3 separate regions of the Hordeum vulgare genome follow, and regions 1 and 2 are each linked to region 3. A link is a contact called in public Hi-C data. All regions are on one chromosome and are shown on one strand. The core of a region is the stretch at or near the end of the contact, and the rest is flanking DNA. Distances in the headings are between cores, read along the strand shown. Region 1 holds the start of LOC123443112 (probable serine/threonine-protein kinase At1g54610). Region 2 holds the start of LOC123441539 (proline-rich receptor-like protein kinase PERK2). Region 3 holds the start of LOC123443110 (60S ribosomal protein L26-1-like).

The links. Hi-C and Micro-C count contacts between places; a contact is called where the count stands out from the background.
Region 1: a Hi-C map of leaf shows a contact between it and region 3, with 6 times the contacts expected there. The contact joins the promoter of LOC123443112 here to the promoter of LOC123443110 in region 3. A contact is called at or near these places in 5 of 6 Hi-C or Micro-C datasets (leaf, seedling and an unstated tissue) and 1 of 1 datasets of contacts at active chromatin or transcription factors (embryo).
Region 2: a contact with region 3 is called in a Hi-C map of leaf, with 2.8 times the contacts expected there. The contact joins the promoter of LOC123441539 here to the promoter of LOC123443110 in region 3. A contact is called at or near these places in 2 of 6 Hi-C or Micro-C datasets (leaf and seedling) and 1 of 1 datasets of contacts at active chromatin or transcription factors (embryo).

Annotation. Positions count from the first base shown.
Region 1 is chr3H:95,313,308-95,316,304 of MorexV3_pseudomolecules_assembly, reverse strand. LOC123443112 (probable serine/threonine-protein kinase At1g54610) reads left to right here and starts at 1,535. Exons shown (of 8, transcript XM_045119373.1): 1 at 1,535-2,012. The coding sequence starts at 1,680.
Region 2 is chr3H:95,560,500-95,563,211 of MorexV3_pseudomolecules_assembly, reverse strand. It overlaps LOC123441539 (proline-rich receptor-like protein kinase PERK2), which reads left to right and starts at 1,422. Exons shown (of 3, transcript XM_045117930.1): 1 at 1,422-2,215; 2 at 2,302-2,562. The coding sequence starts at 1,422. The coding sequence ends at 1,949.
Region 3 is chr3H:94,787,443-94,790,142 of MorexV3_pseudomolecules_assembly, reverse strand. LOC123443110 (60S ribosomal protein L26-1-like) reads left to right here and starts at 1,397. Exons shown (of 1, transcript XM_045119370.1): 1 at 1,397-2,142. The coding sequence starts at 1,477. The coding sequence ends at 1,950.

The DNA.
Region 1 (2,997 bases), core at 286-2,785, 530 kb before region 3:
TTGATTTCACCCAAACCTTTCCGATGCAGATGCCCTCTTAATAGTACGGTTCTCCTACGACTCAATTCCACTAAAAATGAAACGCAGGAAAATAACCGTCTTCACTATAATCCATCGAGGGGTCATAATCGTCTTGTGCCATAGGTAGAATTCTCTGAAAGGCTTAATGCACACGATTAATCCACAAAAGAACTGTCATCAATCACTAAAACCATCAAGGAAAAAAATGTCCTAACAAATTTTGGCTTTCATTTGGGATAACTGACACTTTAGGAATAATGTGACCTTTGGGGATGAAAAATGCTTCAATTTGAGCGTTATGTCCTTGACAATCTTTGAGCATATTTAAGTGGGGGCATCGAGGGAAACTATTCATTCATGGTTGGATAAAGGTAAACGGGTTGTTGACTAGGTGAGTTTCACTATGTGCGATTTATCACGTTCATCCTTGGATAAGCAATATGTTGGAATGATTAAGATTAATGTTGATGCGAGCTTTGTAGCGAAGGAAGGTTTTGCTAGCGTACGCGTCGTGGCTAGAGATCATAAAGGAAAGGTTGTTTTATCTTCGTGGATTTCCGTCTAGTTTGTTCAAGTGTGGAAGAAGCAGAATTCTTTGGACGGGTCTATATGTTGTGTTGGTCATGCATAATCCTATCATTCCGGAGATTTGATTGGTTTGTTGTAATTTTTTTGCATGGTGATAGACATGTCGATGATCATTGATTTGAAGAGAGGCTTTTCACCTTATTCAACAATTCTCTTTGGTGAAAATTAATTTGGATGCCAACATAGTTGTTGATGAGATTGCAAAATTTTGTTCAAATTTTAGGTCGGATGGGTTGTTGGTTAGGGGACAATTGTGTAATGAACTACTATATGCCTTTTTTTCTTTCTCAATATATGGTGTGATCTTCAAAAACAAATTTAAAAGCGTCATCAAGATATATATATATAAATAAAATAGTAAACATTACTTTTTAACACTCTAGCTAAAAAAACTAGCCATTGTCGACAAATTATACTCATTGTTTTTTTGCATGAAAAACCAAAATCATAGATCCAAACTCCTTCTATATGACAAACCTTAAAAAAACAAATTTTAAAACCTTTTTAATGTGTATATACGTTTTGCGTGTTGGAGTATCAACGTTCACAATGCTAAATAAATCTTGTTAGATTCATTATGAAATGTAATTTTACAGTATACATATAAAGTATTCTCGATGTTTTTTGTAATATAAATTTAATCATAGTTTGCAAATTTTGGCTTGACATAAATCTAATACGTGAAGTAAAAAAGATAGGAGGGAGTACTAGTAAATACACAATCTTAGAGGCCTACCCAAGAAAAGCTCCCAAAGAAGCAATCAAAGGATCATGACATCATGGTCCACCCTCAGGGAAAACCCAAAATTACAAACCAGTCCCTCTCCTCTCCTGTCTCGTCTCGCCGTCTTCTTCACCCGGCCGTTGCTAGTGAGTCTCTCACTACTCGCCCGCCTCCACTCCCAGGGTCCATCCACCCCCTCGCCCACTCCCACTCCCACTCCAAACCCTAACCGCACTCCTCCGCAATTCGCTGGGACCCCGAGATCCGCTCCCCCGCATGCCGTGACTGCCCCGGCGGCGCGGCAGGCCGGGCCGAGTGACCCGCGTGGCCCCCCGGCGCAGCCACCATGGGCTGCGTGTGCGGCCGCCCCGCGGCCATCGACGACGGCCGGTGCGGCCAGACACCTCCGCCGGCGGGGAAGCTCTCGGCTGCGGGAGTGGCCGTGCTGAGGAGGGAGGAGGAGGCTCGGAAGCAGGCGAGGGCACGGGATGAGGCGCTCGAGAGGAGGCGGGCGGCCGCGATGGCCATGGCGGCGTGCCAGGTGAGGAGCCCGGTGCCGAGGGCGTTGGAGGCGGAGCAGGTGGCGGCCGGGTGGCCGCCGTGGCTCGCCTCCGTCGCCGCCGAGGCCGTGCGCGGCTGGGTGCCGCGCCGCGCCGAGTCCTTCGAGAAGCTCGACAAGGTCACGCTCTCTTCGTTTCTCCGCTGCCTGCTTCGCATTTTGCTTGTGGCTTTGGTCTCTCTGCTTCGGGACATCAGAAGTTCAGAACAGTAAAAAATGGAAAAATTGTCCTGCAATTGTTGCCTCTCCTTTTCTTCCGGATTCCTGTTACTACAAGACGAGGAAATATGGCCAGCCATTTCCCTTCTCTATTCTTTCTTCATCGCTCTAGTGGATGCTTGGGATTTGCAAAATTGTTCTGTAACTGGGGGAATTTGCCTTTTTTTTTACTGGTAACTGGTAGCTGGGGACGACTGGTAACAGTAAAATTCTGTTGTGAGTGGAGGATTCCTTTTATCTTTGATGAGAAAATGTGGTAGCCTTGTCTTTCTTTTGGACTTGTTTTGTTAGTCTCAGTGGACCATGGAACCTGGAAATATGAGACATTACTACTGCCAATCTCTGCCATTAATGGGGCAATCCTTTCTTCTCGGGGGCTAGTTTGGACAGGCAAAAAGTAGACCCAATCTCTTTAGGTTCACATGGATCTTAGTTTAGTTCCATTCCCATCTAAAGGAATTACGCTTATTCCCCTCCACCCAGCAGCCCTTATTAGAAATATGACACAAGGTTCGAGAGTAAGGTGTCTACTTTTCAGCTACATATTGCTGCCCTACGGAAGACCAAAATGGGCAGTGCTAATGCCTAATAGTGGGATCGTGCTTTTCACGTTGTATGGAATTTCCTTAGATGGCCGGATTTGGTGGAGGTATTTCGTCTTCCATGCTGTTGATACGTTAGGTCTGCAGTATTGCTTTATAAAAGGTTAGTAAGTACTCCCTCCGTTTCTAAATATAAGACCTTTTAGAGATTGCACTATAGACTACATAGTACATACCAAGCAAATGGGTGAATCTATATTTAAAAGATGTCTAGATACATCCGTATGTAGTTCATAGTGTAATCTCTAAAAAGTCTTATACTCCGTATATAGGAACGGAGGGAG
Region 2 (2,712 bases), core at 173-2,672, 770 kb before region 3:
TTGAACCGTTTCAGTAGAGCACTAAGGCTACGTTGGCTTTGGCTCTCCTGGACAAGCCTAGACAGACGGTGGCATGGCATGGCACTTTCGTGCGACGAAGCCGACAGAGCACTTTTTAGTGCTTCAACGACTGTCACCCTAGGCAATGGAGCAACGGCAACCTTCTGGTACTGTTCATGGACGGGCTCCGAAAACCTAAAGACGACATTCCCAACTCTATTTAGGCACTCCAGGAGGAAGAATAGATCAGTAAAAGAGGCGCTGGAAAACGACACCTGGATTAAATACCTAGCCCATGGTAACACTATGCATCTCTGGGAGGAGGCGATCAGGCTTCATAGATGGATCCAAGATAGGGATCTGCAATTGCAAGAAGGGACTAGAGACACAATCAGGTGGAAACTAGAAGCATCACGAAAGTATTCAGCGAGCTCTGCATACAAGACCCAGTTCCAGGGTTTCTTCAAATCTGATTACAAAAAGATGTTTTGGACAACCTGGGCACCTGCGCGTCTGAAGATATTTACATGGCTGCTGCTCAAGAACAGACTATGGTGCAACGATCGCCTACAACACAGGGGCTGGCCAAATGAATATTTCTGCCAGTTATGTCTTCGGAATCTAGAGTCATCTGTACACTTGTTCTGGCAATGCCCGATGTCACTCAAGGTATGGACACATGGGAGGCTTGGCGAATGGGAGGAGAAGGAAAAATCATTAGAGATTGTAGCTGCGATGGTCACCAAAACCATGCCAGAGCATAAAAAGGCCATCAAGACAATGACCATCTTGATTTTGTCTGAGATCTGGAAGGAGAGAAATGAAAGCACCTTCAGGAGCAAGCACGCCGGGTTACAAAACATGAAGAATGAAACCATCGAGTTTTGGCGACAAGCAGGAGTGGCGTTCTTAGAACCCCCCTTCTGGGATTCGCCGTGAATTTTCGCCATCTGTAACCTCATCTCTTTTTCCCTTCGGTTTTTTCTTTTTTTCCTTGATCCTAGGATCGCATCCAATGTTTGTTTTCCCACACTGCTATCTGCTTTGATCAATATATGCCAGCCACAAGCTCGGTCTTTCAAACAAAAAAAAGGTCTTGCGAGACCACCTCATTAACACGCCGTTGTGATATTATCCCTACTATTAAAAACACGAGAGGACATATCCAACTAGTCATATCAATCGTCGGATTAGTAATCTAATGGTGTACAGTATACTCCCTCCGTTCCTAAATATAAGTTTTTTAAAAGATTTTACTAAATGTCTACATACGAAGCAAAATGAGTGAATATACATTCTAAATTATGTCATGTATGTAGTCCTTTAGTAGAATGTTTAGAAAGACTTATATTTAGAAACGGAGGGAGTACTAATGAAACGCTGCTTTACATCCTTGCGCCGCTCGCCCCGCCCCTCACGCCCTTGACCCGCCCCCCGCCCCCGCCCCCGCCCCTTCCCTCAATCGCTCCTCACCTCCTCTCCCACCCCCGATTCACTCGCGGCCGCAGTCACCATCTTCCCCACCGCCAACCTCCCTCCCACCCCGGTGCCTCTCTATCCGGCCACCGCCGCCCCATCCTCACACCCTCCCGCTCCCCTTCCCCTCACCTTCTCCCCCTGCCCTAAGGTCAGTCGCCGCTGCAACCACCGTATTCCCCACCACCAACCTCCCACCCCCGATGCCCCTCTCTCTGGCCATCGCCGACCTCCTCCCCCTCCTACCCCCGGTGCCCCTCTCTCAGGCCACCGCCGCCCCATCCTCATACCCTCCCGCTTCCCTTCCCCTCACCTTATCTCCCCGCCCCAAGGTCAGTCGCCGCCGCAACCACCATATTCCCCACCACCGACCTCCTGCCCATCCCACCCCTGGTGACCCTCTCTCTGGCCAACGCCGCCCCATCCTCACACCCTTCCCCTCCCCTTTCCCTCACCTTCTCTTCCTACCCTAAAGTCCTAGATCGGGATCGGGATCGGGCAGGAGACGACCTGCATCCATCCAACCTCTAGGTCGGCATGGATACAGAGGTGATTGAGGTCGGCACCATGATCGAGCGTTGGGACATGAGGTAGTATCATCGTGGTTCTTCTCTGCTCCGTCATCAAGGCTTCGAGCGGACAGGAGGCGGCCTCCGTGCGCCAAGGTCGGCGACATCAGGAGGGTCGGTTGTCATCCTACTCCTCTGCTCCACCGCGTCATGGACACTAGTCCCGGACGGTAACACCTCTCCTACTGCCAATTCCACGTCTAAATCGATCTCCACGGCCAGGCTGATGTTTGCTTCCCCCTCTGATTGCCCGCAGGTGAGGCGTTTCTGGGCGGAGCGGAGGGAGGCCGGAGCTTGGAGCACGACGGCTGGTGGACGCGGCATGGTGTCGGGTACCTGTGAGAGAGGAGCGAGATAAGCGGGAGAGGAAAGGGACCACGAGAGGAAGGAGATGGGATGCTGGAGGGAGAGAGAATGGAGCGGCGAGATGTGGGGGTGCTCCAGTTGCTGCTGCTCGCTGGCCATCGGTTGGCCGGAATTGCGGCCCCGTGCATCACGTGGTGAAGCCAAGGTCCAGGTCATCATGCCATTGCTGACCCGCTCCCTCTTTCTTTCCCACGTAGAACATTATTTTTCGTTGGTCCTGTAGATGCATCCATGTGTAGCTTTTTAATCTTACAAATTAGAGACTTTGATTGATACGCACATGTTGGGATTCCATTGCTAT
Region 3 (2,700 bases), core at 148-2,647:
GTTAAGTGGATCGCGGTGATGTTGATAAATTGCCGAGGGATCCGAAGATTCTTCACTCCGAGGTGGTAATGGTGGAGAACGGCGCCAGCCATGAAGACGAAGATGCGGTAGAACCAGAGCATGATGGTGCAAGGCCTGAAGATGAAGATGCAGAGTATGAATATGGAGAGGTGGTGGAATTAGATGAACATGATGAAGATGATGGTGGTGTCACCTATGAATATGAAGAGATGGAAACAGAGGACAATGGTCAGGACAATGAAGCTGTTGTTGTTGCTGGCCTGAATGATGCACATGTTGTTGAAATAAATGCCAGCCACCAACTGCCCATGGTGGATGTTCATCCATCACAGCCTGTTGAGGAACCGGCGCACACGCAGTCCCAGCTCAGCGACGTGGAGGAGGACACGGATGCGGGCGTTGTGCGTGTGGATGCATGCCTGATTGAACCAGTGGCTGAAAACAGTGATTGTTCTGAAGTTATAGGTGAAAAGGAGGCTCCGCAAAGTCAACCTGAAACTGAGCTTAAAGTTAGAGGTGAAATGGACGCTCTCCAGAGTGAACTTGGAACTGAACTTCAAGTTAGAGTTGAATTGGAGGCTCCGCAGAGTGAACGTGAGGATATAAAAAATAATGCATAATGACACATGAAGCATGTTGTGTTTTTTTTTACCCGGTGCAACGCACGGGTATTTATACTAGTAAATACTCCATCCGTTCATAAATACTCCCTCCGTTCCTAAATATAAGACATTTTAGAGATTGTATTACAAACTACATACGAATGTACATAGACATATTTTAGAATATAAATTCACTTATTTTGCTTCGTATGTAGTCTTTTAGTGAAATACCTAAAAGGTCTTATATTTTGAAACGGACGGAGTATAAGACATTTTAGAGATTGCACTATGAGCTACATACGGATGTACATAGACATATTTTAAAGTATAAATCCACTCATTTTATTCCGTATGTAGTCCCTCAGTAAAATCTCTAAAATGTCTTATATTTTGGAACAGAGGAAGTATAAACCAAATTCCCCTCCGATCTTCAAACTCGTCGGGAGGAGGTTGAACCGAACAAGGCCTCACGGTTTTCCTACGTGCATCGTGATCGCTGGAGGCAGCCGGCTAGGCTTTCAGTTTACACGGGCCAGCAGATCAGCATTCGGTCGGACCTTCTTGTTTTATAAGCCCAAACATGTACTCAAATTAGTCCAAAGAAACAAGTAACAACGGCCCAGCTAGCCCAACAACCCATTCCGCCGAACATATCCGCGCCGTCCACTCCCCATCGAACGCCTCGCCGAGCCCACGCGACGGAGCGCAGATAAAACCCTAGTACCATCCCACCTATATATTGCCCTCCCACCGCAACATCCCGCCGCCTCCACACACTCCCTCCCGCACCAGAACCCTAGCCCCCGCCGCCGCCCCCCAGGTAAGGGAGAGCGCCCACCCCCCCGCCGCCGCCATGAAGCGCAACCCCCGCGTCACGAGCTCCCGCCGGAAGTGCCGCAAGGCGCACTTCACGGCGCCGTCCTCCGTCCGCCGCGTGCTCATGTCCGCCGCCCTCTCCTCCGAGCTGCGCCACAAGTACAACGTCCGCTCCATCCCGATCCGCAAGGACGACGAGGTGCAGGTCGTGCGCGGCACCTACAAGGGCCGCGAGGGAAAGGTGGTGCAGGTCTACCGCCGCCGCTGGGTCATCCACGTGGAGCGGATCACCAGGGAGAAGGTGAATGGATCCACGGTCAACGTCGGCATCCACCCCAGCAAGGTGATCGTCACCAAGCTCAAGCTGGACAAGGACCGCAAGGCCCTCCTCGACCGCAAGGCTCGTGGCCGCGCTGCTGACAAGGCCAAGGGCAAGTTCACCGCCGAGGACGTCGCCGCCGCAGCTGGTGGCGCCACGGCCACCGGCGCCTCGCTCCAGGAGATTGATTAAGCTCGGTTGCCATACTGCTCTTGCTATCCTAGTTTTTTACCAATCACCTGTTCTGTTAGGATATGCTATCTGAAAACTGCTGCTTTATTATTCGTAAGATGTCCGTGGATGAGCGTTTTGGAACCTTTAATGTGCATCTATCATGTGCCTGTGCCCTGGATTTTGATATGAAGACTTCATTACATGTTTAAATATCTCGTTCATTGTCTGCCGTGTAGATCTTATTAAAGTTGTTATTTTGTATATCTTCGTGCACTAGAGATATTGCTCATCATCCGTTAGCTACAAGGTTATACAGTGTGTGTGGCACATGTCAGACCCTGTACTTGTAATGTTTTATCGACTTGCTAGATCATACTAAATGGTATGAGGTACTCCCTTGGTAAACTAATATAAGAGCGTTTAAAGCGTTTTTGGTCAGCCATAGAGTAGTTTTTGGTCAGCCATAGAGGAATAACTTTGAGGTAAATGATAAATTCAACCTGTTTCCGTAGGCAGTTGTGATCCAGTCTTTCTTTCCAGTAGCAGTCAGTAACCCTTTGTCTCATCGTTCCATGACATTTCCTGCTCTACACCATCCAACAGCCTTTGGTATAGCTGGAATTTCAGACTCATCACCTGATCGTTTGCTTATCGGATGGTTAGTTATTGCCTTGTGTTTGTTGGGGTGACTGTCTGCTGTTTGTTTCTCTGTGATTCTGTTGAAATCTTACTCAGTATCATTCTACGCACAGAAGCAAAGTTTTTTTT